Linked DNA regions of Mus musculus: region 1 is linked to region 2. The links are chromatin contacts, called in public Hi-C maps. All regions are on one chromosome and are shown on one strand. The core of a region is the stretch at or near the end of the contact, and the rest is flanking DNA. Distances in the headings are between cores, read along the strand shown. Region 1 overlaps Fat3 (FAT atypical cadherin 3). Region 2 overlaps Fat3 (FAT atypical cadherin 3).

Evidence for each region. A called contact is a pair of places that touch in the nucleus more often than the background predicts.
Region 1: a contact with region 2 is called in a Hi-C map of bone marrow-derived macrophages, with 3 times the contacts expected there. The contact joins two enhancer-like sites. A contact is called at or near these places in 5 of 484 Hi-C or Micro-C datasets (bone marrow-derived macrophages, cerebral cortex, forebrain and 1 more) and 1 of 9 other capture datasets (bone marrow-derived macrophages).

Annotation. Positions count from the first base shown.
Region 1 is chr9:16,212,408-16,217,495 of GRCm38.p6, reverse strand. All of the region lies in intron 3 of Fat3 (FAT atypical cadherin 3), which reads left to right. Among named protein-coding and RNA genes, the nearest start is that of Fat3, 290 kb to the left of the region's middle. Within about 2 kb of position 1,930, at least 189 of the 459 cell types and tissues checked have an H3K27ac peak or open chromatin away from gene starts, as enhancers often do. A contact at or near this core is called in bone marrow-derived macrophages, where this site is marked.
Region 2 is chr9:16,045,240-16,049,854 of GRCm38.p6, reverse strand. The region is part of intron 4 of Fat3 (FAT atypical cadherin 3); the gene reads left to right. Among named protein-coding and RNA genes, the nearest start is that of Mtnr1b, 170 kb to the right of the region's middle. Within about 2 kb of position 2,959, at least 11 of the 459 cell types and tissues checked have an H3K27ac peak or open chromatin away from gene starts, as enhancers often do. A contact at or near this core is called in bone marrow-derived macrophages, where this site is marked.

The DNA.
Region 1 (5,088 bases), core at 681-3,180, 170 kb before region 2:
ATTGTGAAATAATCTAATTATGCCTTTTATAGCAGAAGTTCCACACTCAAATGTAAAAGTGAGATAACGTATTTTTAAGGTTACTAGGAAGGAGAAAACATAATCTATAATCTATTTTTAACATGAAAGATAAGGTTCATGATTACGATATTCAATAAACATAGGGACATGCTTAATTTCCCAGTGAGAAATTGAGAAAAGGCCTAAAGGATCATATGGAGAAGTGCATTTATGTCATACATTCAGAGTTCCCTGGGAAGAGGATCATTGGATTTATCAATCACCCTCCAGGGCAGGACCTGTCCAGGAGTAGCGGGCCATAACTGACCAACTTCATGGGCTATATCTTGTTGTTGCTTGTTAATTTTGTGTGGGTCTTTTTTGTCTTATTGCTTTATTATTATTATTATTATTATTATTTTCTCTGTTTTTATTTTCAGGGGATTTTTTTTGAGAGAGAGAGAACATGAAGTTAGGTAGGGAGGATCTGAGAAAAGTTGGGATAAGAAAAGAAAATTATTAAAATATATTGTATGAAAAAGAATAAAAAGTTAAATTATTTTTCAAAGATTAGTGAATTCCAATTGAAGTCACAACCTGCTTTTTTTAAGCAAAAGCTATAATTCTAAGATTTATTGACTTTTCCTTTGCTATTGTTTTAAGGATACTTAACATTGTCCCTATAACATACCTTAAATAATGTACTAAAGAAAAGAAAGAATCATTGGAAATCTGTAGATAAACAGAAGAAGCAAAGTGCTAAGATAAAAAGAAATAGTGCAGAAAATAAAAACAAGTGAAAAACACCTTGGTGCCTTTCCAGGTTCCCAGGAAGGCAAGCCCTTCTGATGGTGCTGTGCATGTAAAGGTTAGCAGCCTGCTTGCACTTTTCCAGCTTCGAGCACTGATATTGCATCACAGTTTAGGTTCTGTGTCTATGTCACGTGTTTGTGAGCTTCCTGTGTTGTGCCATTGGGCTGTAAGTACAAAGATAAACGAGACAAGAGTTCAGATTCAAAGAAGGTAGACTCTAGAACTTTCTGGAAGAGTGCTTCCTCTTCAAAGAAATAAGTTACAGCTGGGGCATGGTGACACCAGACTCTGTCAGTCACCACTTAATGTGCTTGGCTTTCGAATGCGGAAATGTGGCTTTTGTGCAAACACCAGAGGTTCTCTGTAACATAATGTAACAAGCTCGGCCTTTTGCCAAACCAGAGGTAGAACTAGGTGCCCAGGAGCACTGGTGGGAACATTGCAACACCTATCCCAGAACCTTCCATGCCTCGCTTATTCGGGAATGCCAAGTAGGAAAAGATTCCATCCAAGGAAGGAAGGGAAAAAATGGAAAAGCTGGAGGATTCCAGGTCTATTTCAAACCCCTTACTAAAATGTCCCTGGAGGCAGGATGAAGTAGCCACTGGCTTGGTGGAACAGGTCAGTGCTTTATAGCATATTCCACCTAACTCAATTGCCAGCTTTTTATTTCCCTGCCTCTAAACACAGTAGAAAATTCAGCAATGCATCTCACTCACAACTGTGCCTGTGTCAGAAATTCTGAGCAGCACTGACAATTTAGCTTGGTGCAGAACAGGAAAACATATTTCTTTGGGTTATGCCAAAAATAATTTTTTGCAACTTTCCATTGAGAATAGATTGAACCACATGCCATAAAATTAGCCCTTGCTGGAAACAGGAGGTGATGGCTGGCTGTGGGTGCTTTCCTTCTCTGTGTGTTAAATTCTAGGATAACAGTTTGTGCACCTTTAGCTACAGGGCCAGGTCTGGCTTTTCTTTAAGATTTGTATTGGTTTGTTCATTCGAGCATGTCTAGGCCACCTCTGGTCAGTCTCTTGCAGCTGACTCCCAGGCTGAGCTGAGCAGAGACTCTGTTCCCTTATCACAGCCTCTTTGTGTCTTGTGTCTGAGCTGAAAGGGGAAGCAATGGCCCGTGCTGACTAATCCTGGCAGCCACACTTCCCCTCTGGATGGGCCAGACACAGCTCTGCTCTGTCATTGGCCTAGTCAGCAGAATTCACAGAATCCTTCTGAGAAGCTATGGTGTTTACATTCTCAAAGACACACAAACACTTGTAAATTACAATTCTCACCCCCACCCTGCATTTCCTCATTTCTTTCTCTAACTTATTTAGCTAAAAGAAAATACTTTGTGTGTGCATGCTGATTATACTATCAGCTTATGACCAGACAAGCTAAAAACCAACTCAGAGAGCCTGTCTGCTCACTTGGAAGGAAAAAAAAAAAAAAAAAAAAAAAACCTGATAATGATTAATAGTCCCATGGCTAACTCAGCCAAGTTGGAGTGTTTATTTCAACACCTGGGATACAATAGGCACTCAAGAAGTGTAATTATGTTGTCTTACGGGTTTCTATATCTCAGCACACTGCAGAGGAAGACAGAATGCTTTCTAAACCCTTTTAGGTAAAAGTTCTTCTAGTGTTCTGCATTAAGACAGTGCAAAAGGACCCAGGATAATTGATATCCAATCTCCTGCCCTGCAGTGCCTCCATTCTTATAGCTTTTATCTAAGCCTCCCAGATGCCCTCCACCAGCCACGGGCTGTGCTTCTGGCTTTCCATCATCTCCTCCCCATTATCTCAAGGCCTACAGTACCTGTGAGGAAGTTACATCAAGAAGAGCATTTCCATCTAAAGCACCCTCGATGCACCTCAGCTTGTCGCCAGGGCAAAGCTTGCATGCTTTCCTCATGACACATCCTGCCTGCGTTTTGGTCTACTTTCCCTATCAGAGTGTGAAAACCCTGGTGGGTCATTCATTCATTCATTCATTCATGCCTTCATCTTCTTCCTGAACTTGGGTGCTCAGATTCCATGTTGATCCAGGTGCTTTTCAAGCTGGTGGAGGAAGAGGGCATGGGGTGGAGATAGATAGCAAGGCAACCATTTTTCCAAACACGGCCAGTTTGCAACCCAGTTCACTGTGCTATAGCTCTGGGTAAATGCACTTGTTGGTTAGTTTGCTAATTTCCAGCTGTCAAGCCTCATAAAGATTTTTTTTTTTTTTTTTTTTTGGTTTTTTGAGACAGGGTTTCTCTGTGTAGCTCTGGCTGTCCTGGAACTCACTTTGTAGACCAGGCTGGCCTCGAACTCAGAAATCTGCCTGCCTCTGCCTCCCAAGTGCTGGGATTAAAGGTGTGTGCCACCACTCCCGGCAAGATTTTTTTAAAAAGCCACAAATTGCTAATCAGCCTCAGCATAAGGTATTCCTTCAAACATTGTATAACTGGTGTCTTAGTCAGGGTTTCTATTCCTGCTCAAACATCATGACCAAGAAGCAAGTTGGGGAGGAAAGCGTTTATTTAGCTCATCATCAAAGGAAGTCAGGACTGGAACTCAAGCAGGTCAGAAAGCAGGAACTGATGCAGAAGCCATGGAGGGATGTTCTTTACTAGCTTGCTTCCCCTGGCTTGCTCAGCCTGCTCTCTTATAGAACCAAGACTACCAGCCCAGAGATGGTCCCACCCACAAGGGGCCTTTTCCCCTTGATCACTAATTGAGAAAATGCCTTACAGCTGGATCTCATGGAGGCATTTCCTCAACTGAAGCTCCTTTCTCTGCGATAACTCCAGCTGTGTCAAGTTGACACAAAACTAGCCAGTACAACTGGCCAGTCATAGCACTCAGATCCAAAATGTAACTTCTTCAGCTTCTCACAATGCCTGTTCCCTGAATTAAACCTGGAGGATGGATTCCATAACAGCTGTTAAACTGTAGCCATTCCCTTCTTATTTGAACCTATCTCATCTCTAGTGGCTGTCTGGCAAGTCCATCTCCTCCTGTTTGTTTGTCTTCTTTGATTTTCTTCTGCTTTGCCTATGACATTATTTCTGACTTTTGTTCCAATCATTTCTAGTGGCCTGAGTCTTCTATCCTTATCTTTACTTTCTGTGGGAAGATTTGGCTCAGATTTCACAGAAAATGCTGATACACTGCATTCCCTGAGCTTCACTTCAGGTTTTTGCTCCTTTATGATAATGACTGCCCTATCCTGGCGACCAGGAGGAGGAAACTGGGTCTATCTGTCTCAGAGACTCCTCTGTCTGTTCATCTTATTTGCCAGGCCCATGACCTAAGACACATCATCACCTCAAAGAAGTTTGCCTGGAACACTTCATCTGGAATTAGCCTGATTTCTCTCCAGACTGACAGCTCTCTGAACTTAATAATTTTCTAACAGAATAGGAAGATGTTGGTCCATTCTCTTCAAGTTACAGAGTCATAAGCTGCTGTGCTTCATGTGGAGCAGCCTTGATGCAGACACGGACTGTACATCTCTGCCCCAGGGAGACTTCAGAAAGCTCCAAGTCCCATCCTGAGCAGCACAAAGTGGTGGAACCTGGTCAGTATGGGGAAACAGAATCTATAGTGCCTTCGAGTCTTCTGAAATCTTGGTCTCTCAAATATGAGGGACTTGGGAATACTGTCTACTTAATAAGTAAAGTAAAAGTCACTCGCTGCTCCTGGGGGCTGACTATGTGGGCTTAAGATGTGCCAGGCACCTTTGAAAAATGTGCTTAGGCATGCAGGCTCTGCCCCACATTTTATGAGCCTCATTCTGTGGTGGCTTCCTCTGTTTGGCTGGGTAAATGTCTCCTGTTATCACATCCAGCCATTTGCCTCCAGCTTGTAAGAAATGCTTAGCGATGTGCATCATGCCACTGTGTGTTCACTCTCTATTGAGGGCCTGGGCTGTGACAGGGGGGCAGTGAGAGCTTGCAGGACTCAGACTCAGAAGAGAGGAAGGTATTTTCTGTCTGCTAGGGACCCTTGGCTATCACGGTGCCTCTTTTGGAGAACATAATTACAAGCTATTGATAGGGATTTACTTCAATGACTCCAGAAAATGTTGACTTAGATAAGAGGGAATTTTCGTTTCTGGAAGATAAGCCCTTGCTAACCAGCAATAAATTACCTTTCAGACAGTCTCTCTGAAGCCCTGATGTGGATGTGACATGCAATATGTCCGCGTGCAGGCATGGCATGCATGCATGCTTGCATGCACTTAAGCTGCTGAGTACTCAAAGCCTGCATTTGTATGTTGAGGGCTGT
Region 2 (4,615 bases), core at 1,710-4,209:
TCATGTCTTAGGACAAAGTCAACTGCATTAAAACTGTTCCATAAGGCTCGCATCATAGACAGGGAAGGTTATGGTGCTTTGTTCTCAAACTCTTAGCCACTTCTGAGGCGTATTGTGCTCTAAAGTCTTTGTTCATTCCAGATATATTGAGTCCATAGACAGACTATCTAAAAGAATGAACCCAGTCACAACCCACATGCTTCAGAAAGGGGCCATGAGAATGATTCACGCCTCAGTCTTGCATGGCACACACAACCCAGGGGTATACCTACTGAAGAGCCAGCTACAATTCCCAACCACTGATTACCATGATGATAACTGAATGGGACTCAAAGCCCATGCAGTAGCACCAAATCACACTCCAAAACAATTAGATTTGGAAAAAGTATTTTCCAGTGATAGAATACACGTCATTCCATATGACCCATGAGGTATTGGATTAAACCTCCATCAGACTTCTGAGAATAAGGCAGTTTTAAGGAATTTGCCCCATATCTTCATTCACTCAGGCCATCAGCAATGTCTTTTCAAAGTCTCTAGAACATCCTTGGGCCTTGAGTAGCTGTCAGTATTACAGAGTCATAAATATGACAACACATCTGTTCTTTGAAATGGAAACATTGCTAGTGTCTGCGCAATAGCATCATAATTGGAGGATCCATTTATCTGAACATTCTCCCGCTCAGATGCAATTGCAGTCACTTCGAAGGTGGTCTTTTATTTTTCTCTTCCTCTCACACATGTAAGACGAGAGGTGATCTCCCCACCTTGGCCCTTCTCTGATACATTTACAAAGCTGGAGCCAGACTGATTGCAGACCTTTGTTGCTATAAAGACACAGCAGAATGCAGTTGCAAGAGAAGAAAGAGCCTTAACTAGGATTTCTTCTCCTGTGATGGCTAATTATTTTCCTCTGATACCTTTCCAAAACCATGGCAAGGTGACATCTGATTAGAATGCATTTAATCACAGCTTTCCGAAGGTTGAAACAGTAAAACCTCAGAGGATGCAAAGTCACTATTCTAAATGTTTGGAAAAGCAGAAGATGAAGTGTAGTGTCAGCGGAGAAGGGGAGAAAATGGAATTTTGAATAGTCTGCCCAGTCTAGTGATTACACTCCAACAAAGAGGATTGCCAGCCTGATTTTAGTCTCTGATTTCCATTCATGTAGAATCTGCTCATTACCATCAGGGTCTTTCTGAGTAGCCACAGGACACAGGATCTGAGGAATAGCTAGAGCTTTTTGTTACACTATAATGTGGTAGCTGCAGATACAAGAAATTCAATCCCTATTCCTGTCTCATTCAATCTTAAGGCAGGTTGAGGATCTCACCTAAACTACAATCAAAGCATGTGTGTGTGTGTGTGTGTGTGTGTGTGTGTGTGTGTGTGTGTGTGTGTGCCACTCTGTAAATATAGATGAGCATGCATTATGAATGCTTATGAATAGAAGACACCAAAATCTTATGTGAATATCCAAATATAATAACATATAGCAGTGGTTCTCAATCTTCTTAATGCTGCATCCTTTTAATATAGTTTCTCAACCATTAAATTATTTCATTGCTACTTCATAATTATAATTTTGCTACTGTTATGAACATACTGTAAATATCTATTATGCAAGATACCTGTTATGAGACCTTTAAAGAGGTTGAAACCCACCTGTTGAGTAACACTGACCTAAAGATGGTTCAGCAGTTAAGCACATATACTACTCTTGTAAAGGACCCAAGTTCAATTCCTACTACACATATCAGGTACCTCCCAGTGGCCGTTACCTTCACCTCCAGGGGATCGAATGCCTCTGGTCTCTGCAAGGGAACTCACTTATGTGTACATGCACACACACAGAAGCACATCATAATGTCCTCATTTAATTTTTGTATGATATCTCTTAAATGAGGCATTGGGAATTTTTACTATATATATTAATAAGCTTTGATTATCAGTGGGATTAATAATCATAATTTGGGAAGAATAGCCTTTTATTCCTTAATTTGGTACAGGTATGCTACAAATCACTAACCAGAAGTTCATGGCTGTGGTGTGCCAGGAGGTGTTCAGCTGAGAACAATGCTATGAGGGACATGGATTTGTCAGTCCTTCCATCCCCATTGCCTAGTCATCCAGTGTCTTATTTTGTCATCTGAGAAGCCATAGCTATAATTCCCCTGTTCACACTGAAGCCAGGTGGAGGGACAGCAAGGAAAATACTCTCACTCCTCAATAAACTCATAATTCTTTTATCTGTGAAGGGTGGATGAAACCTATGATTTTTGTCCTCTAGCATTTTGTGAGAAACACAGATCTTAAGAATAAGCAGGACACTGAGAAATCCTCTGGGCAGCTGTCCAAAGCAACACAAATACATCACCCCAGATGGATTTACAACATCCCATTTTATGAAGAATTCTATAATCACCTTATAAAAAGACAACTCAATAACACTGATTTCTTTGCGGGAGACATGTGATTTCCCAAAAGTAAAGGGCATTGCTTTTTAAAAAATACCAATTTGCCCATGACACTGCTGTGGCATTTGAATAATACCACGGCATCAGTGACAATGAGCGACTCTTAACCTGATTGGTTTCATACACAGCCCATACACTGAGCCCTCTTCCCTCCTATACATTCAAAATTTATAGCATAACTGACACCCCTGAGATGGGCAGCTCCTGGGGGTGGATACTATATTTTAGTTCATCCTCTTTTCTGACTCCCACAGGGCTTTCCTATTACAGATTTTCTAGGATCAGTGAGTACATAGAGGAATCACACAGATCAAGAAGAATATTGATAGAAGCAATACAATTTTTTTCTTGAAAGGAAATACCCTATGCCTCAACCTGTGCAGTAGTAATGTAGTTAGTATTTTCTCGGACTATGAGCTTCTGGGGTGCCATGCAGGTCAGCAAGAGCTACATAGCATAAGCCTGTATTTCACAGAGTGCTAAGTTGGCCAAGACTGTCCTGTGACCTATGAGTCAGCGAGTCATAGGAAGCCTCTGACCTTGGTGAGTCTTCTATCTACCATCACATGAGATTAGAATTGCTTCATCAACTTCCCTAGTTAAGTTGCTAAGAGGTTCAAATTGAATCATAGATAGCAAAGTGCTCTGAGAGTGGGTTGTGAAGGAGATGGCCCAAGTATCATCAGTGCTAATATCAGAACATCTTGGGTCCCTCCAGCATGTGTTCTGGGTGGCTGATTGCTTGTTTTTTCCTTGTTACTCTGGAAACCCACCAACCAAACCCAAGAACACCAAGACTTGAGATAACTCAGGGATTTAAGTCTATCCAAGAAGCAATTTAAGAGGACAGAGGCTCTCACAGTCTGCCTTGCACTTTAGTGACGTGTCCAAGCCTCTGTCCATCAAAGGTCCAGATCTTAGAGAATATTCATTACTTTGCCATCTGGTCCTCGACTGCCATCCAGGCACTCTGATATCTCGTCCCACAGTCTTTTCATTTGTCTAACTTCTTCCAGCTTCAAAGGAAGTAGAGTGGGTCCCCTGCAATGGTAATGAGCCTAGGCATTTGAGTATGGAAGCTTATAACTCTGTAATCCACAGATATCATCACTTTCTAAATCTGTTTTGATCTGGAGTTCCTGCTGGGATTTTCATTATACAGAAAAAAAAAATTCTACTGAATTTGTGAGTTTCAGAAAATGACTCCACTTTCTGTCTCTACATGGGTTCCAAGGATCTTTCCTATATATTTTGTAGATTATTTTTTCCTTCTTTGAATCCAGGCTTACTCTTTTGATAAGTGCCAGAGAAAAAGAGGGGTACTGACTCACAAAATTCTGTGCTCAAGTTTAGAACAAGGCTTATCAGCACAATTAGTGCTCAATATCCCACAAGTGGGGTATTGCCATGTTAAACGTTACCAGCATTTGGCAGTCTCCACCACCTCACACATCCTGTAATGTGGTTTGGGAATATGTCTCCCGAAGTGCTTTTGCCATGAAGTAAAAATAGATTTGGCTGCCCGCTAAAGAGAGTTTTACAAAGAGACATCCATTATTCATTGTTCAGGGCTTCCCACCAGAGATCTCAGAGGCCTTCACACAGAGGCACTTATGGGCCTGACCTTCTGAGAAGAACCTTTTGAGAGGAAGTGGAGGCAGTAGAGCTCTCCCGACAATGTCATCCCATGCTTGCAAGCTGAGTGATATAGGGCAATCTGCTCAGCACGAGAATAACTCTGGTCTGAATTGCTAAATTGACCACCATTATACCGCTCTGAGAATGTTTTCAGGATTGTGTAACTTCATCTGTCTGATCCAGGTGAGTTAGGATTTTTACCTAGCAAAGAAACCAACAGCTTACTGGGTTGCTTTCTGTGCAAGTACCTTTTGTACATTTTTCGACTAGGCAAAAATAACTCTTTCTGGAGTTTACAGATACACATCTAGCTCATCTATCTTTAATTGATTCCCAAGGCACTGTAACTCACATTTATCTTTCATGACTTAGCACATTTAATGTAGTTCGATTTTGACATCGCAGAAAGCTCATCAGCCACTGCTTTTACATTAATTGGGCCTGAGGACTGGGACTACCTGGGGCATAATGGTGGGAACACTCTTCCCTAATATTCTGCC